Regions from separate parts of the Anas platyrhynchos genome. Here region 1 is linked to region 2. Evidence: chromatin contacts called from public Hi-C data. All regions are on one chromosome and are shown on one strand. The core of a region is the stretch at or near the end of the contact, and the rest is flanking DNA. Distances in the headings are between cores, read along the strand shown. Region 1 overlaps ETV7 (ETS variant transcription factor 7). Region 2 holds the start of LOC119713994 (parathyroid hormone 4).

The links. A called contact is a pair of places that touch in the nucleus more often than the background predicts.
Region 1: a Hi-C map of skeletal muscle shows a contact between it and region 2, with 1.8 times the contacts expected there. The contact joins the enhancer-like site here to the promoter of LOC119713994 in region 2. A contact is called at or near these places in 2 of 8 Hi-C or Micro-C datasets (liver and skeletal muscle).

The regions. Positions count from the first base shown.
Region 1 is chr27:2,866,218-2,869,441 of IASCAAS_PekinDuck_T2T, forward strand. ETV7 (ETS variant transcription factor 7) reads left to right here. Exons shown (of 12, transcript XM_072028453.1): 8 at 381-1,102; 9 at 1,831-1,968; 10 at 2,358-2,419; 11 at 2,684-2,947. Among named protein-coding and RNA genes, the nearest start is that of PNPLA1, 7.3 kb to the right of the region's middle. Within about 2 kb of position 1,899, at least 3 of the 8 cell types and tissues checked have an H3K27ac peak or open chromatin away from gene starts, as enhancers often do.
Region 2 is chr27:2,794,313-2,797,157 of IASCAAS_PekinDuck_T2T, forward strand. LOC119713994 (parathyroid hormone 4) reads left to right here and starts at 1,522. Exons shown (of 3, transcript XM_038168515.2): 1 at 1,522-1,657.

The sequences.
Region 1 (3,224 bases), core at 649-3,148, 72 kb after region 2:
AGAGGTTGTTTATTTTATTTTATTTTTTTTTGTAGTATGGTGATATGTTGCAATGGGAAGATGCAGCAGCATGGTGGCTGGGTTACACCTGCACAAACCTGGCAGCCCCTGTGGGACCTGCTCAGCTTATCCTTCCCTCCATGCAGTTTCACTTCCTTGATTAGCAGTGTCTATAGCCCATCATAAAACCTCAAGTGTGCTGTCTACATAAACAGCACTTAAATAACAACTATAAAAGGGGTTGATCATTTACCTGGAACAGAAGAACCCTTGGACACCCAAAGCACTCTTGGATTGCAGTCCTAGCCAAAGCAGTGGTGATTTCCATCATGTTCAATCCAACTGCAAAACCAGGCTGAAAATGTTGTTTTCCTTCACAGCAAGGTGCAGGCTCTGGCTGCAGAGCAGCAGCCATGGGACGCAGGGCGACAGCTGTCAAGGACCATCCTCTCACTGGACAGGCAAGGGGCCAAAAAGGTGCTGGAGATCTATGTCAGGCGCTCATTGAGTTGCTGCGAGAACTCACAGGCAGCAAAGGAAAGGCTTCAAGAGGGAGCCAGAGGGCGAGGGAGGAAGGCTTTTGGGCTGCAAAGGTCAGAGAGCGACTTCTGCAAGTATTCATGTGCCAAGCTCAGCCTGAAGAAGGACCAGGAAGAGGCACCCAAGGTGCTGGAGCTGGAACAGGCTCTGTTCGAGGAAAGCAAAGCATCAGCTCCTGGGGAGGCTTCAAAGGAGGAACTGGAGACCAAGAAGAAAAGCACGAAAATCTTCTCCCAGGGCAAAACCCAGCGCACCTGGTTCAAAAGCTTCTTAAATTTCCTCTTTAAGAAGAGCCCTGAGGACCAGAAGGAAAATGCAAGACAGAAAGCAAAGGAAAAAGATGCCAAAACTCCTTACAGCAGTAAAACAGAAGGAGCCAGGAAACCCAGAACCGACTCAAGCATGTCCCCACCACTGGGCAAAGCTCCCAGAAGGAGACCCAGCCTCAAGAGGGTTTTCTCCTTTAAGAAGCATGCAGAGGAGGAGCGGGGTGAGACAGGGGCGAGGGCCAAGCGCCCCAGCTGCCTACCCCTGCGGCATGTCCAGGGACCAGCCCCCCCAGGTGGGACCCCCACCCTTGCCCTCACCAATGGGACCTCAGGTGTTTTTTTTTGGGGGGAAAGCAACAGCAAGTGTGGAGCGCTAGTTTCTAATCCTTACTAAGCATTGCCCACATGTTGCTTTATGGGGCATTGGGGTTGGATTTGCAGGGCTCCACACTTGACTTGCTGCACCAAGAATAGTTCAAATTTGCCCATGTTGAAGATGACCCTGGGTGAGGTGCACCAGCTTGCATCATTACTGGGACTCATGAGTGCAGCCAGTTAATGCAACCTGCTCCATAGTGATTATCTGTATGCAGGTTTTATCCATACACAGTTTTTATCTGTGCACAGGCTTTCCCCCTGTAGCAAATGAGGGATATCATGATTTAGTTTAAATCCGCATTTGAAACCAGAGATTGAATCTGAAACCACCTAAGGGCTATCACTTGTTGCTTTTGCTTTGCTGCAGGGAAGGGTGGGAGCTGCCGTGGCAGTGACACCCTCATCCCCATGCTGAGCACTTCCCAAGAAGCTTGCCAGGGGATCTTTGTGAAAGCCTGGTTGGTTTGGGGCCATTGCAGAAGCTCAGCTACAGTTCAGGGAACACAGCGCATGGTTCACAGTGGCGTGTGCTGACCTTGCGTGGACACAGGCACCATGCCAGTAGTGTCTGTGTTCCCCTTTCTATCAGTTGGTGATTTGGCCAAGAAAAATCCCTGATTCTGAACATGTGTTCTTCTTCCAGCAGAGGCAGAGCAGCCGGATGGTTACTACACGCGAGTCTCAGAGGAGATTGGGCTGATTGTGCAAGGCAGCGAGAGCCGAAGCAACAGGGAGCACGGGGGCGAGCAGCTGCTGAGGTTGGGTGGTGCCGATGGGGTTGGTGAGTGCTGCTCTTTGCATGTACAGAAAACAGTAACATGGTATTTATCCCCATGAGGAGCCTGAATGGGACCCAAGCCCTGCTTCAGTCTTGCCTTGGCATTTAATACAACCCAAAGAGTCATATGAACCCACTGCGGGGATTTTCAGCAGCAGGGCTTGATCTGGGGAGGGACAAATTCAAAGGCAGGGGGCTGTTTTTCCTGACTGATGAAAGCAAGGTGTTCAGCTATAGGCTGAAATGGGTTTTCCAGGGCTGGAGGATGACACGCTTTGCTTGGGAAGTTTCGTCAGAGGGGCTAAAAAGCTGCACTGCCCTGAGAACATCCACGCATGGTGATCAGCCACAGGGCTAGAGGTAACAAGGGAGTGACTGTGTTCTCTCTACAGATGAAGCCATCAGGAAAATCGTGGCCCTGCTCCAGAGTGCCGGAGATGAGCTGGACAGGAAGGTGAGAGGGGAACTGCAGTCAGCTGGATGGAGCTGGGGGAATTTGGGCTGATCACTGCTCTAAAACGGTGCAATACTTCCCTGGTGCAGGGAAATGCTCAGTAAAATCAAGGAAGTGGCACGTCCTAATTCCCCGACTGGGTGTGATCATGTCTGCCTGTCTGTCCTCTCTCATCTGCAGTCTTAGTGAGATGTGAAGGCATCAGCCTAATGACACACCAGGTTATTTGTTCTTAATGTGTGCATTTGTTTGTTTCTTAAACAGGTGAAGGAAGATGCATGGCTGCAGATGTTCTTCAGAGACATGTCCTACAGCTCCTTCAAAAACCTGGCTGATGCCTATGTCCGCAAGGAGATGACAGCCAGCAGGCCCAACGTCAACCCCCAAGAAATCCAGTTTGCCTTTGCAGTACACCTCACCGCCAAGGTGGCCGGCATCTGTAACCAGGCAGTGAACAGGATCATGGGCTTTGGCACCCGCTATCTGGAAGACTCATTTGCACCGCTGTCCTACAGCAAGATCCTCCAGGTAAGGAGAATCACAGAATCACAGAATTTCTAGGTTGGAAGAGACCTCAATATCATCGAGTCCAACCTCTAACCTAACACTAACAGTCCCCACTAAACCATATCCCTAAGCTCTACATCTAAACGTCTTTTGAAGACTTCCAGGGATGGTGACTCCACCACCTCCCTGGGCAGCCCGTTCCAGTGCCTCACAACCCTTTCAGTAAAGAAATTCTTCCTAACATCCAACCTAAAACTCCCCTGGCGTAACTTTAGCCCATTCCCCCTCGTCCTGTCAC
Region 2 (2,845 bases), core at 272-2,771:
AAGTGCCCATTTACTGATCCCATGCCAGTTCTCTGATCTACCTGCAGTCACTTGGATTAATGCAATATTAGTTCTTCTAGTTGAGACAGTAATTGCATTCAATGAAAGCCCATTATGTAATGGAGACTTGAAAAGTTCAGGGATAAATTAGACCAGATGTTTTAGACATGGTTTTGATCAATGCTCATTATTACTCCTTAAAGATGTAACTATAGCTTTGGCTTCATGGACAGATAATTCAGTGTAACTGCAAGCTGCCCTGGAAACTAAGAAGCAGATAAGTAGACCTCTGCTTTAGCAACATTTAACAAATGTCATTTTAAATTGGTGATACACTCTGTATTCTTTAATGAGTGACACTAACAATTCATGCTCATGTAATTGGGAATGGTTATTTGATTGCTGTGAAATAGTGGGGCTCAAAATATGCTGTCATGAGGAATATAACAAAAAGCAAGTTAGTGTCCACAGAAGCTGCAAGAAAGTATGAGATGGCAAGAGCACTGCTAATAGGGCCTGTCTCTGTTGTTAGACAATGCATTTGTATTCACCCGAGACTGAGTTTAACAGGAAGGTAAGGTTGTGTCTGTGTGAAATGAATGGGTAGCTTACAACAACACTAAGCAAATTTTCTCTTTTCTCTTCAGTCTTTCCAGGGATTCTTTGCTCAGAGATGATAAATGCATTCACTTTGAGAAATAGGGGCTGGTCCTCCTAAACAGACTGGTGGTTCAGCCTAATGGTCTGGTCCATCCACATCCTGAGCATCCAAATTCTATTAAAATTATCTGGTTAGAGATCATACAGTGAGTATCAAAGTTTATATTTCATTACGTTGCATGGTTTCAAGTCATATCAGAATTTGGCTTTTTGCCTGAGCTACTACTTGCATTTTTATTGTTTAATGAGTTGATAAGTCTTCTTCCTATCTCCTCATTTTCTGAGTTTTAAAACAAACGTTTTACTGTACAATCTGATGGTTTAAATGAAATTTGTACTGAGCATTAAAATCTAGTGGGATGTTATTTACAAATTCCTCAGATTTTCTGCCAGTAATTGTCCTGTCATGCTAACTGTGTGATGACTTGCATTACAGAATTCATCACTATTGTTGATTTAGATTCCTCCTGTGCAATATTAGTATCATATACATGGGTCCGTGAGGACAGCAAAGGAGGGTCATCTCTTTTGCATACCAGAGATCTTGATCAATAGTGGAACAAGTTTGAATATTGCTTTACCATCACCTTGGGGTACAGTAACACTGTGTTAGAATAAAAAGTTCTCAAGAAACAAAACAAACCAACCAACCAACAACAACAACAAAAACAAACAAACAAAATCAGGAGAGCCAGCAAAAGTGTAAGATACTTTCCACAAACTTGTGATCTTTTCCTTAGTCACAGCTGAACATTTCAGAATCCAAGATTTATTATAATTGGAAACAAGGAGCTGTCTCATTTCACTAACATGAGAGGAAAAGTCTTAGTCACAAAGTGCTGTAGTGATCATTTCTATTGTTTCTGTGGTTGCTGGGCAGGTATAAAAGAAGGTGAAAGGCACTTGCTGTAATTGCAACTGGAACATCACAAGAAGACTGGCAAGTAGACACATCTGTGCAGATCAGGACTTCACCACAATCTCTGCAAGATCAACAGTAAGTAGATGATGTTAACTTTTTAAGTTGAAGATGCGTTTTAGTTATTAAATAGTTTACTGTTCATCACAGTATTTTACCATAGTTTAACCACTGTGTGTGAGCAGGAGTTCTACATTTACATAGCCTAAAATATCATACAGCATGTAAGCACGCATGTATCTATTTGTGTATATATGTGTATATATCTGTATTTAATACAGATCGTTTAATTAGACCTAGTATGCATTTTTCTTTAATGTCTAGTTTAAGTTGATATTGTCCAAGGAAATTACTCAGAAAGGAGTGGAATAGACTTACAAAGGACAAGCTTAATTTTTCTAACCAAATGTATGATATAATTGGCTTTTTTATCCAGTTATTGATATTTTAATATCCAAATTTGTATAAAGAAAATTCATTTGGGAAGATGCTGAATGGAGTTTTTTATTAACACAAACCGCTTCTATAAAAAAAATATATATATTTCTTCAGAAAATGAGTAGCCTTATTATATGGGAACATATCTATACTATTCTTATATAAAATTTATATGCTGCAATTTTTTGTTTTCTTGTCCATTTCGGTTTTGATACAGAAATTAATACAGGATACACTATTAAATAACTAAATTGACAAGCTGAAGCCAATCCTAAAAGCAGGGTACAGTACTTAGTGTAAAGGGTGTTGAAATTTTATTGATAGACCTGATGCTAAAGGAGCAGCAGGGTTGAAAAGATGGGTAGATACAGGCATACCAACAGCAGAGGCAGATACATAATTTAATAAAGTTCTAACTTAGATGGGAATAATCTTTCTACATTTTGTAGTTGTGTCTCCTGAGCTAGAAATCCATTTCTTTATGGAAAAAGATAAATAAATAAAAAATCAGGTTTTGGTCTACTATGATCCTCATGCCCAATGGCTGATTTGTATGTCAGTAATGGCACTTGTATTGCTCATGGAAAAGGTCGCATTATTAAATGTCCGAATCCCCAGGACTGCTTTTAACTTGATCAGCATGGTCCAGTCTTAAATTCTTTTTGTTTTATGACAAACTTCTTATGCAGCAATCCTGGTCTTTTTGTTACATTTCTGCTAAGTTTTATTATGAAGATCTCTTGCCAGTTCCAAATGAAATAATCTCTTGTGCCTGCAAATGGAGGAACAATGTTTAGGATTCTCAGCAAAGAAACGTAGGAATTTACC